Regions from separate parts of the Mus musculus genome. Here region 1 is linked to region 2. A link is a contact called in public Hi-C data. All regions are on one chromosome and are shown on one strand. The core of a region is the stretch at or near the end of the contact, and the rest is flanking DNA. Distances in the headings are between cores, read along the strand shown. Region 1 holds the start of Shisal1 (shisa like 1). Region 2 has its middle 13 kb from the start of Gm34027.

Evidence for each region. A called contact is a pair of places that touch in the nucleus more often than the background predicts.
Region 1: a Hi-C map of the N1E-115 cell line shows a contact between it and region 2, with 2.9 times the contacts expected there. The contact joins the promoter of Shisal1 here to the enhancer-like site in region 2. A contact is called at or near these places in 17 of 39 promoter capture datasets (the 3T3-L1 cell line, 3T3-L1-derived adipocytes, the C10 cell line and 13 more), 2 of 15 datasets of contacts at CTCF or cohesin (large pre-B cells and pro-B cells), 7 of 484 Hi-C or Micro-C datasets (the HL-1 cell line, the HPC-7 cell line, the N1E-115 cell line and 4 more), 8 of 115 datasets of contacts at active chromatin or transcription factors (SST interneurons, embryonic forebrain, embryonic hindbrain and 4 more) and 1 of 9 other capture datasets (liver).

What each region holds. Positions count from the first base shown.
Region 1 is chr15:84,443,509-84,450,668 of GRCm38.p6, reverse strand. Shisal1 (shisa like 1) reads left to right here and starts at 4,095. Exons shown (of 5, transcript NM_001374162.1): 1 at 4,095-4,307. Gm33830 (a long non-coding RNA gene) reads right to left here and starts at 5,394. Exons shown (of 3, transcript XR_384293.3): 1 at 5,206-5,394; 2 at 2,806-2,918.
Region 2 is chr15:84,522,790-84,529,836 of GRCm38.p6, reverse strand. No RefSeq gene overlaps it. Among named protein-coding and RNA genes, the nearest start is that of Gm34027, 13 kb to the left of the region's middle. Within about 2 kb of position 2,851, at least 12 of the 459 cell types and tissues checked have an H3K27ac peak or open chromatin away from gene starts, as enhancers often do. A contact at or near this core is called in the N1E-115 cell line and oligodendrocyte precursor cells, where this site is marked.

The sequences.
Region 1 (7,160 bases), core at 2,846-5,345, 80 kb after region 2:
GCCGGAGGATGAGGGTGGTGCTGGGGTGCAGAGCAGGGCTCCCCACTGCAGGTGCTGCCGTGATGGGGTGAGAGCAGCTGCTTGGTCAGCTGTGAAGGAACCCAGCCCACCTCCCAGCTCGACTCTGGGTGGGGGAGGGGCTCTACGCGTGACCCCGAGCTGCCTGCTTCACTTGGTCCTCCCTGCTCTGGCAGCCTGTCTCTCTCTCTGCATATGCAAGGGAGAAGGAAGCTGAGAAACACTCTCCTTCCCCCCTTGGCATTTCAGCCCCATTCCTGAGCTTGGGGTGGGTCCCTCGAGGGCTGGCAAGATTGCTCAGTGGGTAAAGGCCTTCCTGCCAAGCCAGACAGACCCGAGTTTATTCCCTGGGACCCATATAGTGAGTGGTAGGAGAGAACTGATTCCTGAAAGTTGTCTTCTGACCTCCACATGTCCACCATGGCATTCAGGTATGTGTGCACATAGACGTATGCACATACAAAATAAACAAGTAGAATGTCATTTAAAAGGGGGGAAAGGGAGGCTGGAGTGTGGCTCAATTAGAAGAGTGTGTGCCCAACATACATATTTAGATTCTGTCCCCACCAACACATAAACTGTGCATGGTGGTGCATGCCTATAATCCTAGCTCTTAGGGAATAGAGGCAGGAGGATCGGGAAAATTCAAGGTCATTTTCGGGAGTCTGAGCCAACCAGGGCTACTTAAGATCCTATCATAAGTAATAAGAAAGAAAGAAAGAAAGAAAGAAAGAAAGAAAGAAAGAAAGAAAGAAAGAAAGAAAGAAAGAGAGAGAAGGAGGGAGGGAGGGAGAGAGAGAGAGAGAGAGGGAGAGAGAGAGAGAGAGGAAATATCTTGGAGTGGCATTGAAGTTTAAGGTACTGAGATGGGAGTTAACAGGGATAGTTGGGGTGGCCCCTGGTACAGCAATACAGCTGCAGCAGTATAGCCACCACTGAAGGATACTGGGGTCAGCTGGACTGAAGCTGTAGCAAGGGCCGTCTCATTGAGCCCTCAGGGAAATATGGCCTCAGACACACCTTGATCCAGGGAAATATAACTTCAGAACTGTGGGGAGTGGAATAGGCTTCCTAGCGTGGTCATTGTTAAAACAACCACAGGGCACTGGGATGCAGTGGCAAGAAGAAGGGAAATGGAGTGGGGCTACACAAATGATAGGACCTCCTTCCCCCTAGAGGACAAGAAGGCATTGGCAGGACCAAGGACCCACTAAACCAGCACTTGCTTGTTGGCCTAATGATACGGTCTGCCATTGATCTTCTTGCTGGTCCTGGTGGTCATCCTACTTTACAAATGAGGAAACTGATGCTAAAGAATTTTGTACCTTAGAGGAGGGATACCTGGGCAATGGGATGCAAGCAGAATCGGGCCCTGTAATTGTGGAGAAAGTACATGTGTAGGGAGGTATGAGGGACCTTATGTGCCCATGCTGGCCTCAGTGTGGGTGGCACAGGCTGCCTGCAGAGGAAGTAGTCAAGGGAGGAGACAGGGGCTTGGGCTGTGTCCTGCGGAATTGGGCTGGCCAGAGGCAGGGCATCAGTGGTCACTAGCCACCATGTCCTCAGGTGCACACACTCATTACAACATGAGACTGCTTAGCATCAGTGTTGGAGGGATGGAGGGAACTCCTCCCAGAAGCCACCATACACAGATCCCTCTCGCCAAGACAGCCTTCCTCACGTGTGGGGATGCACACAGACACGCCATGCATGGAGGCCACGTGGGAATGCCAGGCAAAGTGAGACATCCATACATCCCATACACCCTTTGTGTCTGAATATCTGTTGATGCATCCCCCCAGATACCGTGATCTACACCATGACATTCATCCAATTCACACCACCCATGTACACACAGAAAACATGCTACCCACAGCCACAGCACACACACATACAAAGCAGGCTACATTCGGCTCCCTGCACACACCACACACACCATACACATGTCCCATGACACCTAACACATGCAAACACTCCAGACCATGCCATACAACACATATACAGATGAGACACACGCATAGCATATAACACAGACACAACACACACAACATCTACTGCACAATACCCATGCCTAACACACACGTATCAGATGTCACACAGGGTATCCCACACTACACCCCACTTCTCCCAGCCTGACCTGCTTCCTTGCTGTCCACACTAGAGTGTCTCTGGACTGGCCTTCACTGCAGAGATCTTGGGACCAGGGTCTCAATGGGAGCCAGAGAACCCAGCTCACCTAACCCTGCTCCTACCAAGACCTGAAGTTGCTTCGATTTGTGTGGTCCCCCACACTGACATGGCGTGAGACAGAGGACTCAGAGGAGCACCCTGTCTCTGTCTTTGACCTCAGCTGAAGTAGGGTCTTCCTCAACTTCCTCTTTGGAAGGTTTGCATCAGCAAGAAGGAACACAGAACTGCTTTGGTTTGTGTCCATGACCCTGAGTGCTGAGGAATCACACCACACACACACACACACACACACACACACACACACACACACACTTCTTGCCCTCCCCCAATTACCAAGCAGGCTCTGCCTACCCTCTGGCCCTCTCCAGAGCCTGGCCTTACCTATCTTGGCAGCTTTGGTGCCCTGGCCATTGGCTGAAGTAGTTCCCATGGGCATCCCCAGTCTCAGGTGGGCCCAGTAGGTTAGCCCAGGCTATGTCCATGAAGGGAACCAGAGCCTGGATGCTGTGATGTGGGAACCAGAACCCCTTACCTGCACAGGCTTGGGTGAGAGAAAACACTGGTTCTCCCCAGCTGGTGCCTCCCTGAGCCCCTTACCCTCGAAAGCAGCAAAGAGCCAGGCAGGTTCCAGCATCCCATGGGGTTCAAGAGCCTGCAGTGAAAGAGGAAGAAGTCTGTTCTGGCAGAATCCCTCCGTGTCAACGAGGCACCTGTGGAGGAGACAGAGATGCTTGGGCTTCAGTGTGAGCTTTGACTCTGCCTCTTGTCAGCTGTATGCCCCTGAGGTGCTTTCTCAACATCTCTGAGCCTGGTTGTCTGTCAGCAGAGTCCAAAGGAACCACTCAGTGCCATGGCAAGAAGTTAAGTTCAGAGTATCGAGTGCTCGGCTCCCTTTTCCTTGAGGTTCCATTGAGGTCTCAGAAGTCAAAGGTGACCCCAAAATGTGGGTGGCAGCAGTTGGGCCTGGAGGGGTGGCTCTTGGGGGAGGGGTCTGCTTTTCCGGATACTCAAGGGTATTCTCTATTCAGTGAAGAAGCTCCATCCTGACTGTCCCCTGGGAGGAATGCTGGGTTGCCACATGCTCCCACAGGACTTTCCGAGGTTGTCCAAGCAATGGGGAAATGTAGACCCACAAGTGTGAGGATGGAGTCAGGTACCCGCAGGTCAGCCATGAAATGGGGGTGAAGTCAGAACTAGGGGTGTGATGGGGAGAATGAGACATGGGGTGAAGGTTTAAACCCAGGTCTAGCAGGCTGGGAAAACGCAAACCAAGTCTGTCCCTGCCCTTGACTGCCTGCCTCAGGGGTGGCTAGCAGAATAGATCTCCCAGCCAGAGCTGGGGAGATGCACAGGGTGGGTGGGGCAGAGTGTCGCGGGCTGCACGGGGCAGGGATCTGTCCACCCGTAAGGAGAGGCTGCATCCCTGCAGGCAGTTGCTGGTGCCTGGCGTCCTTCGGAGCAGGTACCAAGCTGGGGAGCAGGTGGAAAGGAGATGGGGGAGATTGAGGAGAACCCTCTGGTGGAGGTTGGGAAGCGGGGGGGGGGGTGGGGGTGGGGGTGGGGGGGGCGCGAGGAGGGAAGGGAGAAGAAAAAAACTGGAAAAGGAGGTGGGGGAGACGGAGTGGGGAAGAGAAAAGTAAAAAGCCAAGAAGAAAGTGAAGGATGAGAGGAAAGAAAACGGAGGGTGAGGAGAAAGGCAGGAGAGAAAGAGATGGAGAAAAAACAAAGGCGGAGCAAAAGCAAGGTGGAGAAGAGAAGCGACTGGGACGCGCGGGGAGGGGGGAAGGGAGAGAGAGAGAGAGAGAGAGAGAGAGAGAGAGAGAGAGAGAGAGAGAGAAGAGAGAGAGAAGAGAGAGAGAGAAGCGCAGGCCGAACCGGCGCGGGGCAGCAGAGGGCGCGGCGGCCGAGCTGAACGCGGCGCGGGACGCGCGTGGGGCGCAGCGGGCGGAGCGCGGCCGGAGCCCCGGAGCCCCACGCGCCCGCAGCCTGGCGGACAACTGTTGCGGCGGCGCGCGTGGGCAGCCCCGCGCCCCTGCAGGCGGCTCCCGCGGGCGCCGGCTCCGGGCTACATAGCGAGGAGCGACCGGCGCGGGCACGAGGTGAGCGGGGCGCGGGGCTGCGGGGCTGCTGGGTCCACGCAGTGCTGAGGATCGCGGGCAGGACGGCGTCGGGGGAGCCGGAACGGGGCGAGGTGGTGGTCGCCAGGACCGGGCGACAGCGGGGGACAGCAGCGGGACCAGGCTGGGAGTCGCTGCGGAGCGCGGACGGCTGGGGAGCCAGTGCGCGTGGGGCAGGGCTCTGGAGCCGCGCTGGGAGACGCTTGGATGCCCTGGGTTCCTGTTCGGCGACATCGGGAACCCCGAGGCTCCGCTGCCGCCGCCTCCCAGGGCCCGATCCATAGTAATCCCGCGCCCGGGGCTGGGTGGCCCGGCAGCGGCCTCCGAAAAGCTCATTAGTGCCTACTGTTGTCATAGCAACGAGACCCCAGCGTCTTAGGGTTCTATTTATTCTAATTATTATTATCATTATTAGTATTAGTATTTCTTATCCAGCCAGAGGGGGAAAAGACGAAAGGGGGGCAGCGCATCCTGGCGCCTCCAACTGTTCTCCTTGGAAGGAGCAGCGCCGACTGCCTGATGGGCCAAGCAGAGTCTGATTCTTGACGGGGTCCCCCAGGCTAGGGTCCCCGGGTAGGTGCTGAAGTGGGTATTTACTGCCCCAGTTGTACCCCTGGGGCCATGGAGGGACCGGGAACCGGACTTACATAATTTGTCCCGAGAGTATTTACATTTAAGCATCCTTAACCCCCCCCCCCCCACACACACACACACGACTTTTCTGTTTTCTGGTGCCCTGGATTTAGTGGGTGCTCCTGCCAGGGAACCCCAGCCTGGCATAGGAAGAGAAAAGTGCTTTGCGTGGGAAACTAGAGGGACCTCTCTTGAGGCTGTGTGACCTTGAGCAGGGCTCTCAACTCCTCTGAACCGGTCTCCTCACCTCTAAGATAGAAGGGGGTTGGTTCCCATCAGCAGAGGCTGCTGTAACCCAGGGCGAAGCGAGAAGCCAAGCCCGATCAAGTTGCTATGGGCTGTGTGACCCCAGGCGGGCCTCTGGACCCGAGTCTCAGGATGCTTTCTAAGATGCCTTGGCCACTGACACTCTGAGACTGTGACTTCACGTTGGGCTCCTCCCAGAGCCAGCCAACCCAGAACTTCCCCCCACCCCCCTTTCCATCCCTTTGTTCTCTTGCTTGATCCCAACCGCCCAAAGGTGCCTGGGAACCTTTGAGATTGTCTACCCCTGACCGCTGAAGGGGCTAATTGGAAATGTCCTTTGGAACCAGACTCTGAAACCAGACTTTGGTCCCTGGTATCAACTCAGGCTGGTCAGGGCTGCCCAGAGCCTAGGTTTTCCCCTAATGCTAAGACCTCCCTAAAAAGATCTTTTCTTTCCTCCTGGGCCCATCCTGGTAGAGGTGGAATCTGGAACAGGGCTGGCTAGAAAGTTTTGTTACCCAGCAGCCCCGGAGCCTCTAGGCTCAAGCTAAGCCAAAAGCATCAGATCAGGATTTCCTTTTTAAAATTTGTTTTAGTTTAGTTTTTGTTTTGTTTTGTTTTATTGAAACAATGATTTCACATTGTAAGACAGGATGGCCTAGAACTCATGATGTAGCTCAGAAGAGCTTTAAATTCACTGTGATCCTCCTGCTTCAGCCTCAAAAGGGCTGGGATTACAGACAGGAGCCACCACTGCTGGCCAGCCAGGGTGGGTGGGGGTGGGGTGGGGGTGGGGGAATGATAGCGTTGACTTCACAGTCACTCTGGGTTCCTGTGCTGACTCAGGTTTCTGTCAAGGTGGACACAAAACTGGCAGACTAGGAGTGAGAGGGGGGAATGTTTCTGGGAGCAGCAACCCCGCTGTCCTGGGCCATCCAGCTTGGAGCTTGTTGGGACAACTGGGCAGGAAGGAGGGGCATGGTTGGGGTTGGGAGCATTTCTGCTTGCTCAGCCTTTTATGGAGGCGAGAGAGAAAAAGAAAGCGGCTGGGACCTGTCCAAAAGGAAAGCAGCTGAAGGCCACTCCCCCATCACCTGTCATCCATCTGTCCATCCACTGCTCTCGCCCTGCCCTTCTTTAGTGGCCCCGGGGGCAGTGCCTGGGCCTTGGTCGCTCTGGAGGAAGCAGCTGAGGAGAGGCCCTGCTGAGCCTGCTGGGGCACAAGAGGTGGGCACACTGTAGAGGGTAGGGTCGCAAGAGCTGTGGGTCAGTTTAAAGGGAGATAAACTAACTCTCCACAGCAAAGTTGCAGGCAGTGAGGAGGGGGCAGCCCCTCCTTGGCCAGGCAGGGCTGGGAGGCTACAGGACAGCATCAGGAGGTGACCCAGGAGGGCCCTAACAACCGACAACCACTGTATCTTAAGTCTAGGGATGGAGATGAAGATAGATGTAGGGGGTGGTCAGTGAGAAAAGAAAGCTTGCTAATGCTCAAAGCTCCCACAGTGGAGCACAGAGGAGAGGCGCCCGGAGGAAGGAATGTGCCCCTCTAGCACAAATGTAACCCTTGGCCAGCCCCACTCCTGCTGCCCGCTGCCTGGGGCCTGGCTTCTGGGGGAAGGCGGCAGGTGGACTCTAGGCCTGTCCGTGTCAGCTGCTGGTGCCTGCAGGAAGGGACTTCGCTGACACAGACTCTAGGCTGTGCCTGCAGCGATGGGATTCCGTGAGGCTGCACACAGGACCATTGTTCAGAGCAGAGCTCCCAGCCTTGTGCCTGGAGTCCTACCGACTCTCATACACACGAGCCCCCAAGGGTACATTTGCTGGTTCTTATGTACACATGGAGGGACCTGTTGTAGGAGAGGCAGCTAATGAAAGCTCAGTGTGACCCTGCTACTGAGGACCAGGCCACATTGTCCGGAACTCAGCCTTTGACCCTCTGGGAGAGAAAGGAGTTGG
Region 2 (7,047 bases), core at 1,602-4,101:
TCTTTCTATCGGGTGTGTCACCGCAGCGAATGTCTGGCCAGCGTGGAGACCAGGAATCAAAGCAGGTGTTGGTGGGACTTCTCTGATGGTGCCCCTCAGAGCCAGTTTACAGGTAGATGGGGAAAGGTTTAGAGAAGCATGGTAGAGATATCCTACAGGGCTATACCCAGAGCTCCTAAGGGTGAAGCCCGAGCTGCAGAGGAAACCCCAGGATGTTGGCGATGCCAGGCACATGGGATATTGGCTGAGGAGTCGCACAGCAGCATGTAGAGTCAACCCAGGATGTGTCTCTGCTGTAGATGGAAGGCTGTGGGGACAGGGCTGCCTAAGCTTGTCGGAGCTCACACACCATCACCATCACCACCACCACACAGCCCTATGGAGCACGAGGACACCATGTCTGCTCTGCTGGGTTTCAGACATTCTCTGCCCTCCTTTGAATGGCCCAGTCCCTGCTTTTGGGATGGGAAGGTTACTCCGCGCCCTTGTATTTGACACAGCTAAGAGTTGGCTTTGAGTCTCAGAGGACACTTTGATTCTGCTCTTTGAAGGACTTCAGAGCTGTTAATCCTCTGGGGATTGTGGACGACAGCGGATTAAGTTCCTTTTGTGATAGGAAATGGACATGGGCCTTTGAGGGCTAGGGCAGGACGTTTGTGATTTGAGGGTGAAGTGTCCCCACCAAGGCTGGAGTGTTGAAGGCAGCTGTGTTCAGAGAGGGGGGTTCCGGGAAGTCGCTGAATCCTGAGGGCCTGTCTCAATGGATCAGTCTTGATAGAATCTGTACTCTATGCCAAGTGTTGGGTAGCTGTGAGAACTGGGACTGGGGTGGCTTGGATAAGAATGGCTCTGGGACTGGAGAGATGGCTCAGCAGTTAAGAGCACTGACTGCTCTACTGAAGGTCCTGAGTTCAAATCCCAGCAACCACACAATGGCTCACAACCATCTGTAATAAGATCGAATGTCCTCTTCTGGTGTCTGAAAACAACTACAGTGTACTTACATATAATAAACAAACAAACCTTTTTTAAAAAGTCTAAAAAAGAAAGAAAAATAGAGTAACTTTGAGCACTGACCATGAATTAGGCTCTGCCCAATGCCTTGGAGCACAGCTGTGCACAAAACAAAGTCCCTGATCTAGGGCATTTCTTCAAGAAGGATGGGGTGGGGGAAGGGGAAATAGGCATTCGACCGTGAACATACTGAAATGTTCAGCAGGTTATAGATGCCATAAAAAATTGCCCTGTTGGCAGATGCAGCGGGGAGGGCAGGAGACTGTATGCAGGGTCCAAGCTTAGCAGAGACTTCATCAAATGGGAGAGAGTGAACCTGGAGGGCTCTGTGGGGACTCTGTGACAGAACTCTGGTGCATTAGGGAACTGGTTAAGCCACTTGGACAAAAAGCATGGGAGGTTGTCGATCCAGAGGCTAATGAGAGTCAGCCCTCCAGAGACCCTGGAAAGGGAGACTCAGGAATTGCTGTCTATAAACTGGTGACTCTTCTGCCAAGTTTTTTCTATTGATGTGTGTGTGTGTGTGTGTGTGTGTGTGTGTGTGTATGCTGTGCTTCGTATATGATGGGGTCATGCCCTGACAAGCCCATTGTGAACTGTAAATGGATTAAATCTACCTAGCCCGGCAAGGAACACAGCACAAGGCATATGGGGGACACTGGCTGTGCTTGTGGGACTCCAGGGAGCTATATCTGGCTAAAGGGAGGATGTTGAACCCCAGATCCCTAGCCCCTAAACCCACCAAACCTCAGAAGCATAGCTTCTAAGGAATACACACTGCTCCCTCACCCTGCAAAGTCAATGCCATCCAAGTGGAAGCATTCAAAGTCAAGGACCATCTGTAATCGTCTTTTAATGAAATACGGGCATGGTTGTCACCCATTATGGAGACTGGCTTGCACACGGAACTTGTGAGCAGATGTGTGGATATCAGTCTGTGTTACCCAGCACCCTCTCTGAGTGTCAGCCACTTAAGCTTGCTGGGCCCTTTCACCAGCTGCTGGGAGCCTTGTGGGAGCTGGTGGGTGGACGCAGACACCTTTCCTTTCCTCTCAGGTAAGATCCTTAGGTGTAGGCTTTGAAGTCCAAGAGCGGGCCAGCTATGTGGTATGGTACCAGCCCTGGACCCAGCCCCACACGCAGGTACTGCTTCGGGGCTTCAGTCAGTTCCATCCCTTTTCTGGGTTTAAAAGCAGACTGTAATGAGCAGTGCTGGGTAGCACACACCTTTAATCCCAGTACTCAGAGTTAAAGGCCAGCCTTGTCTACACAGTGAGTCTGAGGCCAGTCAGGGATACATAGTAAGACCCTGCCTCAAAATCACAACAAAACAACAACAACACAAAACAAAATGGGCCATAATGATGTAGTAGTGTGTTGATGCCAGAAGCAGACGATAATGCAAATGGTGTCCCAGGACTGCCGGCCCTTGGCTGCGAACCCGAAGACCAAAACCCATGTGCATTTAGAAGGAAGGCTGAAATGCTGGGAAGGTGATTCATCTCAGAGACTGAATCAGGATGAAGAGAGGCAGAGTCCTGAGGCTGCTCAGAGCCTCTTGCAGAGACAGCCACGAGGGGGACATCGCCAGCTGCTGGCTCCAGGACTGCCCGTCCATCACTGTCCACGGACAGATCCACATGGGACCTGCAGCGGCAGTCAAGAGATGAATGGAAAATTCTGGAATATAATTAAGGTAATGGCAGTCCTCCGGCCCCACAGAGTTTAATTTGCAGAAGGAACGATTCAATTCGGGGCTGTTTATCACCCCGTGGAGGCTGGTTACGCTGAGATAACAGAGAGGCTGTTGTGTGGTTTGAACAGTGATCCGTCTTAAAGGATCTCGCAGCGCTGTTACAGAGACCTGTGGGAAAACGAGCAGCCTGCCAATGCCTGGCATGGAGCTCTCTGGGTGATGCTCTGGTCATGCCAGTGAGCTTTGAGGTTCCCTAGACTCAAGCCCACTCTTGAAGCCGGGTGTGAGGGCTCTTGGGCATGGGGGCTTCTAAGTGTAACACTTCTGGGTATGAGAGGCTTCTGGGGTGTGAAGACTCCTGGATGTGAGTGCATCTGGGTGTGAGGCCCCTCGGGTGTGAATCTCTGAGTTATGAGGGCACCTGAGTGTGAGGGCTCCTGGGATGTCTGTGAGTGAGGCTAGCTGGGTGTGAAGATGAAGCCCTGGCCCTGAGAATAAAGCAGGTTCCTTGACCCCTCTTCCCATCCCCGCACCTCCCAGATGGACACAAACGGTCAAGAGGAAGATGAGAGTTAGATGCTGACTAGCACTTGCTCAGTATAGTCCACCCCTGGCCACCCAACATTCATACGGATTCTTCTTCCTTCCAAGAACAGCCAAAGCTGCTCATGCCCATGTAAAGACAATGATTCTGACCCAAAGAGAGAGACCAGTGTCTGTGCCAGGCCTGCGGCTGGCTCCAGGCTCTCTATCCCAGGGACCTTGGCAGCCCTTCCCTCTGGTCTGGAAGGACTTTTGCAGAGTGTAGAGGAGAACTATAGGAAAGTGTAAGAACTGTAGAGAAATCAACTTCCAAGGCTGACATGGCCCACGGAATGGTGTCTGCAAGGCTTGACTGGCTCTCAATGTCATTAGATCTGACCACTCCATCTGTCTGTGATTCTCTCAGAGGGCAGTGGGGTTCTCGTGGATCAAGTGACCAGATCAGTGTGTTCCATCTTTCTGGCCTTGGACTTGGTTCATATTGGCAATTGTACCTGTAGTGGGTGCAGACTGTATGGTGCTGAGGCTGTTTTCAAGAGCACTGGGCAAAGAGACCCCGTCCTCGGGAGGGATAGGAATAAGGCCCCTTGCTCTGGGTTTTCCCAACAGTGTCCTCCAATGACTCTCTGAGTCGCATGTGCCCTTGTTGATATACAGAGTTAAGTCGAATGCAATTAAGTTTTGAGTCCCCGTGGGTGGCCTGTCTAGACTCTTTAGATTGTATGAAAGAGACCCAATTCAAACTAACTTAAGAGGAAAATAGACTTATCAGTGGTGCCTCTGCCTGGCCTGGGGAGGACACGGATGTCTCACAGGAGGAATGACAGTCCAGCTTTAGCCCGGCCTTACTGTGTGCAGTCCAGTTCAGTGGCAGTCTGTCAATTCCTATCCTCTGTGGCTGGCTCTGAGCTGAGGCTGCTTAGTGAGATGATTCTAGGTCTTAGAGGGCGCTCAAGGCTAAGTGGTACAGGACTGTACCACCCAGGCCCCAGTGGAGAAGGAGTCAAGACTGCCCAGGCTGTGCCTGAGGTTGGCAAGAGTGTGGGCTGGAACAACACAGCCACCACCTCTGCCTGCCTGCTGCCATCTCCCTCCAATTACAGGCAGCACCAGTGACGGGCCAGGAAGCTGATTAATAAGCTGGGGTTGGGGGAGGTAACCATCTTACCCAGAACAGATCCAATTAACTGAACCCCCCACTGTGGTCCTCATGAGATGAGCACACAGACTGTGGCTATGGGCATGGGGCAGGAAAGTGTCACAGCTCCTAGGCATAGCCACAAACTCTGGTAGGGCCAGTGTGACCTCTCTTGATTGATGTAATAGGTTCACTGACAAGAGGGATTGGTCCCTGGCGCCTGGATGAGGTCCCTGAGGGTAGATGTGTGGGCAGAGGTAGACTAGAGGAGGGAAAGTTCCAGGAGGTACTATTCTAGAGCCACACTGTGGTACCCAGCATCCTCTCCATGAGCCACACTGTGGTACCCAGCATCCTCTCCATGAGCCACACTGTGGTACCCAGCATCCTCTCCATGAGCCACACTATGGTACCCAGCATCCTCTCCATGAGCCACACTGTGGTACCCAGCATCCTCTCCATGGTCCACACTGTGGTACCCAGCATCCTCTCCATGAGCCACACTGTGGTACCCAGCATCCTCTCCATGAGCCACACTGTGGTGCCCAGCATCCTCTCCATGGTCCACACTGTGGTACCCAGCATCCTCTCCATGAGCCACACTATGGTACCCAGCATCCTCTCCATGAGCCACACTGTGGTACCCAGCATCCTCTCCATGGTCCACACTGTGGTACCCAGCATCCTCTCCATGAGCCACACTGTGGTACCCAGCATCCTCTCCATGAGCCACACTGTGGTACCCAGTACTCTCCAGGAACACAGAGGGGCAGATGGCAGGAGCAGAGGTCCCTGTTTATACAGCCTCTACTAGGCCACTGCCCTTCCCCACCCAGGTTAAGTGCCTGGGAGACTATAACAGTAGCCTTATCCAAGGGGCCAGTATTTAATACTCCTGTAGAGGTTTGCCAACAACAATCTGACTTTCTTACACTTGGTCCCACCTCTTAATGTTCTAGAACCTCCCAGTAACACCAGGGGCTGATCACCAAGGCACCAAACCAAGGGGCCTTTGGGGAACATTCTAACCACACACTGCAGCCCCCTCCCCTGTATCTCTCAGTGTTGGAAGCCCCATGCCTCATCTAGCCTCTGCTACCATCCTCTATGAAATCCCCAGAACCAGGAGCCAAGCACACCTCCTCTTTTCTTCTTGCTCTAGCTACAGCAGGTTGTTCGGGAACGGATGTACAGGACCCTTGTTCTGGAGGTAGTCACTCTCCCTGCTTGGACAGTGATGTTCCTCATACCGATAGCTAATGTCTGAGCAATGACAAGTCAGAATGAGACCAACCTCCTCCACAACACATGCTGCTAACTCAGGGTATAGTAGTCACACTGCACCAGCATGGCCTGGCAACTTGAATATAAGCTTTCCAGTCTTACAAGTATATCTGGCAAAGACCGGACAATCAAGGACTAATGAATGAACAATGGGTGATGGTGCCACCCACCTCTCACCTCCGCACTCAGGGGACTGGAAGAGGAAAATCACAAGCTTAAAGCTAGCCTGGGCTACATAGTAAGACCCTGTCTTACAAAACCGGAACAACAAATGAATGAACTGATAGATGATGAATATTGGGGCTGGGGATGGGATCTTGGGTCCCATGCTGCTTCCTGACTCTGGGCAAGGGGTTGCATGTCTTCAGGGCTGAGCTTGCCTTTCAGTGAAGTGGGCACAGCAATACCTAGTGTGTAAAAACATCTGGACAGGTAGCAAGCTCAATACAGAGCTTAGGAGGGAGCCTGGCACTTAGTAGGGATACAGTGCTTCCCTACTTTAACCTAATTGAAGGAGGGTTTGGCCTCCTGACTTGCGCAGTGATTGGGTTGGCAGGGACTAGTCACTGGTGGACAGAATCAGAAACAACATTCTTGCCCAGACAGAGAGTCATCACAGTCTAGAACAGTACTTGTCCCCGCACCGAAAAAGGTCACTCTATGGCTGTCTCTCATGCAACTGTGACTCACTGCTGTCACTATCTGTTCCAGCCTGTCCTCAGAGTGGGTGGTTAGTTTCTGGGACTGGGACAGGGCAGCTGGACAAGACTGTGACTATAATGGCAGAGGCTGGCACTCTGGCCTTCTCCAGATGCTTGATCTGGGTAGAGAAAGGTGGCGGCCTGGCAGAGGCAGTGCGATTTCCTTCTGCACTTCAGTGTCCTTGTGTTGCAGCGGCAGAGGCTGGCGTGAGCAGGGGCCTCTGCTCCTGTTGTCTGTGCCTGTGTGTTCCTGGAGGGTGGTGTGCCCTGCTGATGTACCCTGCTGCTGCAGAGGGCAAAGGTCCAGTCTGACTCACAGGTATCCTTCCTGACTCCTCTTTTATGGTCCTTTGGTTATATCTATTTCCCTGTCCAGTGCTTGCTGATGCTACATTGGCTTGCCAGCCGGTGACATGGGCCCCCTGTGTGCTGATGTGGGAGTGACCAGCCTTGCTCTTATCCCTTCCTATTCTGCTAAGGTCACATGTCCCCAGCCCCAAGCCTGGACATTGGCTTCAGGGCAAATGCAGGTGAGTGGAGAGAGAACACCAGCATCTGCCTGCTTCTCCCCATTCGAGGTGACCTCATGGATCGTGGGGACAACAAGGAGGCACCAGAGGGTTTGTTCCAGGTTTAAGAGCAAGCTGACCCCAAGCAATGCTCCGAAAGTC